Linked DNA regions of Mus musculus: all the other regions are linked to region 3. Evidence: chromatin contacts called from public HiChIP or PLAC-seq data. All regions are on one chromosome and are shown on one strand. The core of a region is the stretch at or near the end of the contact, and the rest is flanking DNA. Distances in the headings are between cores, read along the strand shown. Region 1 holds the start of Sowahc (sosondowah ankyrin repeat domain family member C). Region 2 holds the start of Micu1 (mitochondrial calcium uptake 1). Region 3 holds the start of Slc29a3 (solute carrier family 29 (nucleoside transporters), member 3).

The links. HiChIP or PLAC-seq counts read pairs in DNA pulled down with a chosen protein or histone mark.
Region 1: a contact with region 3 is called in an H3K27ac HiChIP or PLAC-seq map of thymic regulatory T cells, with 8 times the contacts expected there. The contact joins the promoter of Sowahc here to the promoter of Slc29a3 in region 3. A contact is called at or near these places in 1 of 39 promoter capture datasets (pre-B cells), 2 of 484 Hi-C or Micro-C datasets (CD4 T cells and regulatory T cells), 2 of 115 datasets of contacts at active chromatin or transcription factors (large pre-B cells and thymic regulatory T cells) and 1 of 9 other capture datasets (liver).
Region 2: a contact with region 3 is called in an H3K27ac HiChIP or PLAC-seq map of thymic regulatory T cells, with 4 times the contacts expected there. The contact joins the promoter of Micu1 here to the promoter of Slc29a3 in region 3. A contact is called at or near these places in 1 of 484 Hi-C or Micro-C datasets (memory CD8 T cells) and 2 of 115 datasets of contacts at active chromatin or transcription factors (pro-B cells and thymic regulatory T cells).

The regions. Positions count from the first base shown.
Region 1 is chr10:59,219,128-59,223,912 of GRCm38.p6, reverse strand. It overlaps Sowahc (sosondowah ankyrin repeat domain family member C), which reads right to left and starts at 1,991. Exons shown (of 1, transcript NM_172939.3): 1 at 1-1,991. The coding sequence starts at 1,869. The coding sequence ends at 331. Septin10 (septin 10) reads left to right here and starts at 2,413. Exons shown (of 10, transcript NM_001024911.3): 1 at 2,413-2,522. The coding sequence starts at 2,505.
Region 2 is chr10:59,701,089-59,705,833 of GRCm38.p6, reverse strand. It overlaps Micu1 (mitochondrial calcium uptake 1), which reads right to left and starts at 3,271. Exons shown (of 12, transcript NM_144822.3): 1 at 3,147-3,271.
Region 3 is chr10:60,749,865-60,754,340 of GRCm38.p6, reverse strand. Slc29a3 (solute carrier family 29 (nucleoside transporters), member 3) reads left to right here and starts at 1,559. Exons shown (of 6, transcript NM_023596.3): 1 at 1,559-1,607; 2 at 3,657-3,955. The coding sequence starts at 1,607.

The DNA.
Region 1 (4,785 bases), core at 742-3,241, 1.5 Mb after region 3:
GCATTTTCTCATGGCCCTTACTTTGCATGGTATCTCGCAATGATTAAAAAGCAAATGGGACTCTTAGTCATCAATAATTCCAGTTCTCACAAGTTCCAGGTTACCTGGGTGGGGTTGGGGAAGAGGCACAAATCAGTGCATTATGAATCACTTCAGAGACATTTTCTTGCCTCAGAATGCTATCCTGAAAGGATTATTACAGATCCACCCCAAGCCCGAAAGTTAAAATGCATAATTTATTTGGTTTTTTCTGCTTCCACTTCTTATCCATACCCAGTATTATTCTACCTTGAAGACAAATAAGCCTTAGCATTTCTAGCGCGAATTATTTTACCCAAATACATTGGACTTCGGTCTCAGTTTAAAGGAAGATGAGTAGCCTCTAAGAGACCTTTCCTCCTCCTCCTCCTCCTCCTCCTCCCCTTCCTCCAGTGTCGGTTTAGCATCCCTGAAGGAGGGAGTGGTGTGAATGATCTGGGTTCGGAATCGGATTTTGTTGAGTCGTGGCTTCATCCGTCCACTTGAGCTGCCCGAGGCTTTGCGACCTGAATCTTTTGCTTTGCTTCCTCCAGTCCATCCCTCGGGGACGTGGTGGTGAAGTTCAGCTCCGTCTTCCACGACCGGGGAGAGTTTGTGAGTGATGTGTGAGGGGAGCACCTTTGAAAGTCTCCAGCGCCCACCCCCGCGGGCGGCAGGGCTGTCTCCATCATCTTCATCCAGGGCTCCCACCAGGTTCTTTATCTCCTCTGCGATGCTCTCGCTCAGATACTGAGAGGCCTTTCTCCCGCTGTAGTCCCTGATGTCTACATCTGCGTCGTAGGCCCCCACTAGTAACTTCACCACCTCTACATGCCCATGCATCGCTGCCAAATGTAGGGCAGTGTAGCCTCCGCTCGACTTGGCATTGATGTTCACTGGCAGCTGGTGTTTGGTGGCAAAGTTGACCAACATGGCCAGGAGCTCTTGCCTGCCGTGCTTGGCGGCCCAGTGGAGACAAGTGAAGCCGGTGATGAAGTCTCGCTTCGAGAGCAGGCCGGGCTCACAAGTGAGCAGCCCTTCTAGGCTGTCCCACTTGCCCTCGGAAGCTGAGAGCATCCAGGCGTGATCCAGGGGATCCAGGGTAACCGAGGCCCCGACGCTGCTCTCCTCTTCTGCGGACGAAGAAGCTAACGATGCGGTATCGGAGTCGCCCCCTCCTCTGCTGCGACCTCCAGCGTTACCGTCCCCAGGACCCACGCTCCTCTTTAGTTGCGGGGAGCTGCCCAACACCAGGTCCCGAAAGTTCTGACGGGCCGACCTGGGTGTGTTTGGCCCACTAGGGGAACTGCCCCCTTCAGCCTCCCCCTGTGGAGGGAGTTTAAGGTTCTCGCTGGACCCGGGACCCGACGCCCAGGACACGGCCTCGACCTCCTGTGGTGGCGAGTCCTTACCTTGGGCCCCACCTTGAGCAGGGGCTGGAGGCTCTTGGTCGCTCACTTCGCCACCCAGTCCGAGAGACAACTGTGGATTTGCCTCCTGGAGCTGGCTGCCCTCGCAAGGCTCCGCTGCAAGGTCCGGGACTTGAGGCTCCTCAGTCACCTCGATACGCGGGGGCTCTCGGGGGAGCTTGGCCTCAAGCGGGGGGGAATCCCCCGTACAGAACCTTTTCTTGAGATGCACATACTTGGTACCATCCGCGGGATCGGTGCGCACGGTGGCCACGGCATTGACCAGTTCCTTGAAGCGCTCGCGGGCGCGGGTGCGCTGTTCGCGCTGGCCACCCAGGACGTCCCTGAAGTGTTGCACCAATTCCGAGTGTCCCGCCCGGCCCCCACGCTCGGCGAGGAAGCGCAGGATCGCCTCCGAGCTCAGCTCCAGTGACCCCTCCATTCACCGCGGCTCAGCTTCTCAGCCCCAGGAGCGCTCAGCCAGACACCATGGCCGGACGCCTGGAGGACCCGGAGAGCGGCTTGGGTCTCAGTGGCTGGCAGCACGCGCGATCCCAGCTTTGAAGAGTCTCGAGTCCCGCGAGCGCTGACACCGCCTCACTGGGGCCGCGTCCCAGTGGACACGCCCCGCCACACCCACTTCCGCTCGGGACTCAATCTCGGCGACAGTCCCCGGCCCGAGGCCCCGCCCACTTCCGGGCTCCGCGCGGGCTCGCAGCCACTGTTTCCGCCAGTGGCGGGAGGCGAGGGACCCAGAGCTTGGCCTCCGAGGCTCACGTTTCCACTCACCCTCCCCACACACTTGGCTTTTCGTCAAAACGCCCGGTGGGGCACACCCGGGAGAAGCTCGCCCCGAGCGCGGGAAACCCTGGTAGTCCCTGGCGCGTTCCCGCAGCCCTCCGCCTCGGCCCCGCCCCAGCCTCTCAGCAGAGGCCGCCCCGCCCATTAACGGCTGCGGGGCGCCGGGCACGCCCCTTGTCCCGCCAGTTACGCCCAGCGGGTCTCTCTCTGAAGCGGCCCGGGACCTGTGTTTGCGTCCAGCCTGAGACCACCGTTTCCCTACGTCCCACCAGGGCTATGGCCTCATGCGACGAGGTACAGCAGCTGGTGAGCCCCGCGCCCTTGGGTTCCCCGAGCCCCCGCCCCGCCCCGCCCGGTCGCCTCTGGGCCAGCGAGATTGTGACCGTGCGGCTCCGGGACTCCGCGTGTCGTGGAGAGGGGGCTCCCTGTTGCCCCAGGGCGAGGGCTGAAGAGCTCTGGCGAGCGACTGCATGTTGGGGAAAAGTTACATTTTCCAGGCTTCCTGGTCCTGGCCAAAGCGGGGTGGTGTAAATGAAATCCAGGATGATGATCGATGCCTATCACTTTGTAACGGTTTTTTTTTTCCTTTTCCCCGACTTAAATCAGGCCTTGGAATCCGCCTGATTTTGTGCAATTGTGTACACGTACATGGCTACTGACCGGAAAGTCGGCTTCCTTAGATTTTCCAAAGCTCGCGGGTTTACTGTAATGCTTGGCGGTTTTGTTTGGCTTTCCCGTCCCCTTGTAATGAAAAAAAAAAAAAACAACAAAAAAAAAACAAACAAACCACTTGACCGATCCAATGTTTTGTGCGGTTCAAATAACTTGAAAAACTTATCTTAGTTGATATAGGATATAAGCCATAGTTATCCGAGAGGTCATACTGTTTTCATAATACCAATCTCTTGTAATCTTGCTTTTGTTCCCATCATTTTAAGATTGTATGTGGAATCTTCCAGTTGTCGCAGGGGGTAGAATAGATTCTATTTCTACTTCCCTAACAGCTGCACGCAGTAAATTATTTTTCTCTACTTTAAGAAACTCTAATATTTCCCTTATCCAATATTAATGAAAGTAATCCTCTTAACTAACTCTATTGAATCCTTTGGCATTGGTAGTATTTTTGTCGGATTCTTAATCTCAAGCAACATTTCCCAAATAACTTTCTACTTACCTGAAACAAGTGACTCTTATTATTATCTTCCTATGTTGCATTTTAGTTGTAGAACTTATTTCAATAGACTAAAATAAAAATAATGAGAAATAGATAAATGCTATAATTTCTGTGTGAAGTTGGTTCGTGATCATTGACATGAAAAAAAAATCATAGTACCTAAGCTATTCGAACCTTAATGGCTGTCCAGTAAACCTATTCTCATAAAAAAGTATTATCATCCATTTAGTGATTTATCAGTACCTTCTAATTCTTTAGCATGATGAAACTTTGATTTCTTGTTAGATATATCCACACTAATACAACTTATAGGTCTCTTCCCCCTGAAATATACATTGGACACAGTAACTGCATTCACATCTGTCACCCATATTTGCCATGATGTCTACCGTGGGTAAATTTTTCGATATTTACATGTGAATGGAGTTTCACCATATTTGGAATCTGTTTATTGCTTCACATAGGAAGAGGTTTATGTTGTGGCTCATATACTTTTATAGAAAGCTGAAAACAATGGAATTTCTATTTGTAGTTACTAGAAATGGCATTTATAGGTGAATTTCTGCCACGAGGGTCCGTGTTCTTCTTAGCAACAGTTATACTTTTATCAGCTATTCTGTGCATCCGAGACATCTCAGTTGACAAAGCTGTGTTACTGTTAAGCTGTTTGTTTCCCCCCATCAGGTAGTCGTTGAGAATTTCTATGTGCCACTATGTCCTTGTTTGCTTCTATTTAAATGCCATTCTACATGTAATTGTATTCGTTACCTTCAAAGATAAGTGAAGGTACAGAGACTGTAACTTCATCTGGAAAAGTCCTAGTCTTAGGTGTTCTGGAATAGTGCCAGTTCTCTTTCTAGGCACCATAATTTTTTAAGATTATATGTTGGGGGTTCTGTTTTGAGAAATGTGGTTACCATATTGTCACAGTAACCATGAATTCACCGTAACTAGGAATTCTAGGATTTCCAGTTTTCCTTACACAGACTCTTAAGACCTTTTAAATTAAGGGATAAAGAAATAATTGGGGTGATGTTTTTGTTTTTGTTTTTTTTTGTTTGTTTGTTTGTTTTTCTGAGACAGGATTTCTCTGTGTAGTCCTGGCTGTCCTGGAACTCACTCTATAGACCAGGGGGAAATGTTTTTAAACATAAAGCAAAGTTGAGATAAAAATGTAACGTGAAGTCAAACAGCATGTTTGACATGTAGCCTTAGAGAGCAGTGATGTGGGGGACAGTGAACTCCAGCTTTGGCACTTCACTGTCACTTCTCTTAGCATGGAAGATGATTGAGAACTCTTGTAAGAGAAGCAGGGGCTTTTGCTACACAAAAGCATGATGGAAGGAGGACGGTAAAGCCTGTCAGCCCAGCCATAGGACATTT
Region 2 (4,745 bases), core at 2,022-4,521, 1.1 Mb after region 3:
TAACAACAATACACACCTATGCAAAGGAAGGGCTCAAAATTCAAATTTTATTAATAATAGATATTTTAAAAAGCAGACGTCAACGCCCAGACTACAAATATAAGTAATTTATATCTCAAAGGAAAAGAAGACCTCTTCAGTTAGAATACAAATACTTGTAAATATCTATTGTTTCCGCCTTCATACAACCGACCTCCCTTCAGCAGGATCGAACACCGCAATTGTTTTCCTTTAGAAACCAAATGTTCCCCTCTCCCCCCACCCCATTAATGTGTGTGGGGTGAGACCATGTTTTCCTTTCTCCTAGTCCATGGTAAGAAACCCAAGCCTGGCCACAAAGAGCTTTCTATCTCCCTGGCAGCAGGGAAAACCTCCAGGATAAACAGAGGCACAAGCTGGCATTGCTGGCCAGTGAGGCACCGCACAGAAACGTGCTAGATATATAGAGGACATGAGGAGCTCTTCTGGGGTGCAAGCCTTTCCTAAGGAGTATGAGGCCAAGTTTCAATTATTTTCCCAGAATTCCCAATTACATCTCCCCAAAAGGAAATGATTCTGGAGATTAGTAATAACCTTGACTTGGTAGGTGGGTGGGTGAATTTTTTTTTTTTTTTTTTTGAGACATGGTGTTACTATGTAGCGCTGGATGGCCTGAAATTCACTATGTGGACCAGGATGGTGTGGAACTCAAAAGACGTCTGACAGCCTCTGCCTCTGGAGAGCTCAGATTAAAGACCTGCACCGCCACACTCAGCCCAATGTTACAGGTTTTGTAATGTTCCCACTTTTGAACAGGACACACTGTTTTTATAAGAAGAAACAAAACCATTTCAAGATACTTCTCAGGTGTCTAACACATGCCCAGAGAGTAACATTTAGTGTTTTTAAAGAATTAACATTTTTTCCCCTCATGAAACACTAAATCAGAGCACCTGGAAAGGAATCCACTCCCTTTTTTGGCATCAAAGGAAGCTCTTTCTATTAGAAGTTGGGGGGATATTGTGGTAAACCTTTTTTTTAAAAAGTACTTTTATATAAAAGGAAGTATACCAGATAACTCTTTGGGGGAAAATGGAGAGTATTTAGCTTGTGCTTTCAATACTGTTGAAACTGTTCAAGAGCTAAAACTAACTTTGCAGTTTAAAAGTAAACATATATATACATATATATGTTGTATGTATATATGTTGTGTGTATGTGTGTGTATATGTATGTGTGTATATATATGTGTGTGTGTATATACATACATATAATATACATACATATATATGGCTTTACTGCCAGCCTGGTGGCACATGCCTATAATCCCAGCACTCAGGAGCCTGAGGCAGAAGACTGCCATTAAATATTCAGCCAACTGTGGGGGTTGGCGGGGAGAGCATCATTAATTACTTGAGTCTTTAAAATGACTACAAAGGTCTAAAGTAGTTGTTCAGTTAAATATAACGGTTATAATTATTTCATGTGATATTCAATTACATGAGGAATTATGTATTATTAGTTTTTTTTTCCTCTAAGCATAAGAAAGCAAGTTACAGAGCCTGAGGCAGGGTGTTTATACCTAGGAGTTCAAGGCCAGCTTGGGCAACACAGTGAAACACTGTATCAATAGATGGGTGGATGGACAGACAGACGGACAGATGGATGGATGGATTTACTGAATACAGTAACCACTCCATGAAACTATAATAAAGGCAGTGATGCTCTTGCTTTTACCAGAATTGGCTTTATCATTGGCTCCTATCATTCTCTCCAGGCACACCAGCCATTCCAGAATCTTCACTTTCTGCTAATATTATTTTGAATGTTATGACCCCTGTGCGGATACTTAGGTGTTGATGACTCTTTCTTGGCATCAGTAGGTAGCCAGGGTGATGTCTTTAAGCAAAACAGAATCAAAGATTGATGAGAAGTGGGGACCGAACCCATTGAAGTCTGTAAGGTCTGGGCAGGCCTGTAATCCCACCCACCATTCAGTTGGCAGAGACAGAAAGATTCAGACTTTAAGGCCAAACCTAGTGATGGGGGTGGGGAACCTACCTCAAAAAAAAAAAACAGAACAAAAAAGAATTCAAACAAAACAAAGTAACTGGTGGCCAGAACATCTTCCCGGATAAGTGGCATTCTAAACTCTTTAGGATAAGATTCTAAACAAGCATCACATTGTCCACACCGGCAAACATTCAGGATGGTCGAGTCCGCCAACTGTTTGTTATGTCTCAAAGGCTGACAATCAGTGAAACCTAAACTCCCCAACAGATGTGTTTCATCTCCAGCACACACTCCTTTCTAATGCTGTTAAATCACCTCCCTGTCTGACCCTACTGACTGCTTTAAAGTAAACAGAGGTTTATTAAGGGAGTCATCCCAGAAGTGGATCAAAACATGTATTTATAAACAAGCGGGAAAAAAATAGGTCTTTCCAAAATGTCTCAGGAAGAAAATTATTTAATCTTAATTATTTATTTACATGCACAAATATTTGCACTTCAAGCACCTGAAAGGGACTGTAGACAAAACCTCGGATTTATAAAGGTGACAACTTATTATAAAACACAGTCCGCCTTAAACTCTTCTTCTAGCATCCCACATAATCAGTAATACCTGGCTCATTCTCGAAACATCGTGTGGGTAGCCCCGACTGGGACTGGGCACAGACAGAGAAAGGGAGAATGAGAACGCGAAGTTGCTGGTGAGGATAAAAAACGGAACAGTCCGAGAAGTCTGCAGTTTGTTTTGCTTTTCTAAAAGGCCAATGATCCCCCCGCCCCATCTTCTCTATCCCCAATACATGTATTTATCTATCTTTCTGTCACAGCTCTAAACTCCTCCATCTACTTCTGACCACATCCACGAATTCCGGGAGAACTAGTGTGTCCTGGCCGCAGGTGGAGAGGATGCACTCTGAGGCTAGAAGCCGGGCACTACAAGTTCTCCCTGACAGGGATAAGGGGTGATAGGGTGAAGGGAGCGGAGGACCGAGAGTCCCCTCAGCATATCACCAACAGCATCACCAAGACAGCAGCAGTCCCTGGCGGACCTGAAAAGTGGCCGGATCTCAGAGCCACACGAAAGGCTCGTCCCCAAAATGCGCCGACTTCCCCTCCCCTAAACTCGCCTCCAGGCGATCAGATTCCTCACACTCACCCGTCCGCGCTCCAGCTTTAGCAGCAACTCGGAGAATGCCGCCCACCTCTGACAACCATAGAGACGCAAATGCCGGGGAGCCCCGCTCTGCGTCCTCCGCCCACTCTCACGTGACTCCCTTAGCCGCTGGGCCTGCCGGGATCTTGATGAAACGTAGCAGGGAGGAACCGAGTTGGGGAAAATGGGGCGGGGCGGAGAGGCAACCCCGCCCTTCTCTGGGGCCCGCCCACACTTCGGATCCCGCCCCGAGTCAAGACTCCGCCCTCGCCTGGGGGCCCGCCCTGTCCTCAGCCCCGCCCACACGTCGGTGCCACGCCCTCGCTGTTTAGGCGGGAATGCCGGCAGATTTGCAAAATCCCTCCTGCATTCCATTGCTGATTTTGTTTCTCTGCTGTCAAAGTCCACCTCTCCTGTGCCTCTTTCTAGTTAAACCCTGCTCTTCCGTAAGTGGGAAATTGATAACGAGGTTCTTCCCACCAGTCTAGAGGCTCACACTGGTTTTATTTTAGGAACATCTTTTATTTATTCTTTGACAGTTTCGTAAGATATAATGTATCTTAATCTTATCCACCTCCAGTTCTCCACGTTCACTCCTTCCAGGAAGTCCCCGCTAGTCTCCCAACACTTGGAACTTAGAGGCTAGTGTGGTTTACTTAGACCTGTGTCAAATTATGAAACAGAGGAGCTCAGCAGGTAAGGGCTCTTACTACCAAACCAGATAACCCGTATTTGAGTCCCAGGACACTTATGGTGGAAGGAGAGAACTGACTGATGCAAGTTGTCTCCTAACCTTCAGAACCATGCTGCGGAACACACATACCTGCATGCATACATACATACATACATACATACATACATACATACATGAAAAAAGGGAAGGAGAAAAGAGCGAATAAAAGTCTTCTCTTGGGACACACATCTTGTTATCTCTGAAACTTGTAAATTTCACATTGCATCGTAAATACCATAGAACACTTTGGAGGCTCACGGGATAAATTAACTCTTTATTTGAATAAGGAAAAGAGAAAAAAAATCATCAATATATAAATTGTTGAATAAAATTTTCAGCCAGATGTGGTGGCATAGAACTGTAATCCCAGAATCTGAGAGATAGAGGCAGTAGGATCAGGAGTTCAAAGCCATACTTAGTTACATAGTGAGTTTGAGGCTAGTGTGGGCTCTATAAGATCCTGTCTGAAAAACCAAGCCAAACATAAAAATCCATCAAGATCAAGGAAGACAATGATTAAGTTGGGCATGTTGGTATATGACTATAACCCCTGTAGAGACGGAGGCAGGAGGATCAGGAATTGTCTTTAGGTTGTCCTCAGCTACATAAATAGCAAATTTTTCCCTTACCTCCATCCATGTACCATAGCAAATGTGTCACCCCACACACATACTCACACACATAATAATATGTAAATAAATATAAGAAGAAATATCCAGGTATCCCTCCCCTGCCCCACACCAGTAGTTCCCATGCCATGTTGATAATCAAATGCCTCACACTTAACTGGAGAGATTTTTGGTTTAGGTTTTTATTTGAGACAGTTCTTTTTATATAGGCTAGGGTACCCATGCTGTTCTCAAACTCAT
Region 3 (4,476 bases), core at 310-2,809:
CCGATTCCCCTCAGTGGAGTTCTAAGATGAAATTAACCCTTTCCGTCCCAAGTCAGTTTTACTCCGGGGTTTTATCACAGCAAAGGACACAGGGAGACAAGGAGAACCGCCCAGGCTACCTTCTTGTTTGCTGTGCTTTTTCTGATCCTGAGGTAACCTTTGCCTCCTCTGTGCCCTGTAGGGAGTGTGCCCACGGCTTGGAGCATGCTAGCTTCTGCTCTCCCACAGAGCCGAATTCCAGACCTCACGTGTTCCCCTTGCAGTTGAGGCTGGTATTTAGGCCATGTTTTGAGATTTACTCATTTCTCTGAGCCTCACCCACGTGTGTATGTGGGTATGCATGTCTGATGTGTGTGCATATGTACATGTGTGCATGGGTGCATGTATACATATATGTGAGTGTGTCTAAAAGTGTGCATGTGTATGTGTGTGAGTGGGCAAGTGTGTGTGTGTCTGTGTTACACATTATTAAAAGCCTGTTGTTTTTCTTCTGTGTTTGATATTAGGGATCCTTTGCCAACTAGGAACCATGATGGGTAGAGAAAATTCTATTTTTTCCCCCTTCACACTTATGAAAAGAAGCCTACTAAGCTTTGGCATCAGTAAGTCCCCAGCTGGTCTCTGGGACTGGCCCACACCAGCCTTGCTTGTGCCCACGTTTTCTCTGGTCTAGCGCAGGACATCAGCCAACTCCTACTCTGCCTCTTTCTTTTCCCCTCCTGTCCTTACCTCCTCTCCTCAGGTGATCTGTAAGGACAGCGCAGGCATGTATACTCCAACCCTAACGCCGCCAGGGTCTCAAGTAACCTGGGCTGACCACTATGTAGCTAAGGTGAGCCTAAACCCCAGAGCCTCCCAAGTGCGGGTGGTAGGTGACACCTACACGTCCCCTGCAGGGCAGCGGAGGAAGTCACCCCCCAGTGGTAAGGGATTGGGTAGAAAGGAAGCCCAAACTTCTGCCACTCTTGGGTGTTTCCTTAGGTTCCCCACTTTTCTCTCTCTCTCTCAAAAAGAAAACAAAAACAAAGCACATCGGTTCCGTAACCCCCACTCTGCACTCGGAGCTGTACAGGAGCCATCTTCAGCTCTCTCCTGAACTTTGATCTCAGAGTCTCCCAAAAGTTTCTCTTCTGCAGATGTGGCATCTGGATTGCCCCTCCAACACAAATCTGCTCACTCTGGCCTCGCTCACTGCCACCAAATAGCTTCAAGCTCTCTCTGCGGCTCTCCACCTAGGCTGGGAGGCCAAGTTCATCTTGCTGGTACATCCTGCTCTGGAAGTATTGAGGGGGAGCAGGGGGCTGTGGGGCACCCTAGGGAATGAGGCGGTGGATACCAATAGGGAGTCAGGCAGGACCTGTTCCAAAGCCACACTTTTTTCACTTTGCAATTGGACGCCTGCAGTTACTGCCGTAGGCCAGGAAGAGGCGCGCGTGGGGGCGGGGCCAGAGGGAGGAGTCGGCAAACCCGGAAGCGCTGAACGGGGCGTGGTGAGCTGAGAAAAGGAGGGCGGGGCTGGGAGGACAAGGGCGGAGCCCGGCCTGGCTGAGCTCTGGTCACAGTGGCCCAGCGCCTTGGACCTGGTGGAGGTAGCAGCGGCAGCGACAGTAAGTGCGGGTGCAGCGGCCCCCATGCTTGGCTGGGTCTTCCCTTCCCGAGGCTGAGCCTGGCCTCTCCTCCACACTCTTCTCTGGTCCCGCGTGTGGGGACAGGTCGGCCCGAAAGATCCAGAAGGCTTTGCGGGTCCGGATCGGATGCCACAGCTGCCTCTGCAGCGAGGACTTGTCTTAGCCTACTGCCAGGCTCGCTCTTGGACCCCAGCCTGTGTCCACAGGAGCCATCGTGGCACACGGGCTGGCCAGACATGTTCTCAGTCCCCAGACTCCTACCCTTTCCAGCTCTGACTGGTCCTTACCCCAGGACCCCAGTCAGAGGCAGGGACAGCTTGGCCCCGGGAGGTTCTCCGCCTCCTCTCCTTTCTTTGTCTTTCTCTATTCATCCAAAGCCACAGCTACCTTTTATAAAGAGTAATAAGGCGTTGCTCAGTCCACTGCACCGCCCGTGACCTGGTTAGAGAAGATCCCTGGCAACTTCAGATGCTTGGTCAAGGCTGAGTAGTCCTTGATGAATAGACACAGTAGCTGAGAAGGGACTTCAGACCTGTGTGGGTCTGGGTGACCCACACTGAGCCGCTGAGCCGTGCGCCCACCCTCCTAGCCTGAACTTCTGGAAATGGAACAGGTCCTTGCCAGTTCTCTGATGCTTCATGATTATCTTTCACACTAAAAAAGAAAATACGTGTACATATGTGTGCCTTTGTGTGGGTATGTGCAGTTCTTTCAGGTGCCCACAAAAGCTACAGGAGGGCATAGAATTCCCTGGAACAGGAGTTAAAAGTAGCTGAGCTACTTGACTAGGGTGCTGGGAACTGAACACGGGTCATTTGAAAGAACAGCAAGCGCTCTTCACTGCTGAAACATTTCTCTAGATTCTGTTTATATTTAAAAAACAAACAATAATTTAAAGCACGTTTGCATGGATGGCCCTGTCTAGGTCCTTGCATGGTCCTCTTTGGTCTTTGTGTGAATTAAGGCTGTAGAGGGGTCTGCTCAGCTTGCTAGGACACTGTAGAACCTCTGGCCTGCCTGAGCCAGGGCTCCGCTGCAATAGTCAGGGATCTGTTTATCCAGCAGTGCTGATGAGGGGCATTCCCCTTGTTTGTCTCTGCTCATAGCTTCTTGCTGCAGGAAGCCTTCAAGAGGGAGGGCTATGGGGACTTGGAACCAGCAGATGGAGTCACATTCCCAGATTATCCCTGGGGGTTGGGGGAGGGAGATGAGGTTAGGGAAACCCCCCCCCCCCCCCAGGGCATCCAGACAGCGTGACTGTATCATCCATGCCCCTGTGACCTAGGCAAGTGGCTTGAACTTTCTGAGCCTCATATTCCTCCGGACCTAATACCCGGCTGTCATGGCTCACTCACTGGGTGTCGCTGGCACTCTGAAGTCCTGGAGTGGTTTCTTTGTGAAATAGGGTCTCACTTAGTCCAGGTTAGCCCTTAAACTCGATATGTAGCAGGGCTGACCTTGAATCCTGATCTTCCTGCCTTCACCTCCAGAGTGTTACTGGGTTGTAGATGTATGTGCACAGCCTGGCCTAACTTGATTGAACAGCAAGCACACATTGTTCAAATTCAAAAGGCATAAAAAAAAAAAGACTTAACAAGGATGCTCCCTCCCTGTCCCAGTCTCCCTTGAAAACACCCACTGTTGGAAGACCTCTGTGTACCTTCCAAGGTATGCTTGTTCCCACCCAGGTTCCAATTTCTATGTAAATGCATTTAGCCCAGGCTTGTCCTTCTGCACTGCTTGCCTTAGTCTACACCTGCAATGGTGTTCACACTGCCTAATGTGTTGGCTGTGTTGCCCTTACATAGTTGGAATGACCTTGGAAGTCACTACAGTTATCATAGCCTGTTCTTCTAGTTTGATTTTTGTTTTTCTTCTTGCTCCCAAGACTGGAAGCTCTCCAGCCAGGCTTTGGGGACAGGGTAGACCCAGCATGGACGAGAGATGTCTTCTAGGATGCATCAGTCCCCAGCCTCCATGCTCGCTCGCTCATTCACCTGCTCTGTGTCTCTCTCTCTGCCCACACAGTGGCCTTTGCCTCTGAGGACAATGTATACCACAGCTCCAATGCTGTCTACAGAGCCCCGAGTAACCATCAAGAAGCTGACCAGGAAGCCCTGCTGGGGAAACTACTAGACTACCCAGCCCCGGGCCTGCAGAGGCCAGAGGATCGCTTCAATGGTGCCTACATCATCTTCTTCTGCCTGGGAATTGGGGGCCTACTGCCCTGGAACTTCTTTGTCACTGCTAAGGAGTACTGGGCATATAAACTCCGAAACTGCTCCAGCCCAGCGTCCGGGGAGGACCCTGAGGACATGGACATCCTGGTAAGGGCTGTTTCCCTCACAGGGGAGAGGGGAGCAGGCAGTCCAGAGCCAGGCCATCCTTGGGGTACTTGAGGGAGGCCATTTGCATGCTGAGAATCTGTGTGTTGATGCAGAGTTTATGTGCGCACAATAATCCACTGGGTCCTAGAGCTCCATTGTGTGGTACCCAGGCTCTGTCTCATGCCTCCTAAGGCTGGTGGGATGGAGATGGGCAGACCCAGTCCATACTTTAGATTGCCTGCTGTTGTCCATGGGAGGAGGGTGGGCATGATGGTTCTCTACACTGTGTGTGGTGGTACATGTAAGAACACAGACTCCTTGTCCCCAGCAATATGAAGGTGTGACCCTTACAGCATTAAGGCAGCTGTGAAGTTACAGAAAATTCCAAAGAGCAGTAGCTAAGACTAGGGGAGGCCATTCTTCTGTCACATTCAACTTCAGGCAGGTGGGTTGCTTTGACACATGTAGTTCTCGAGTCCAGGGTCACCTCACAGTCCAAGATGGCTCCTGAAGCTCCAGCC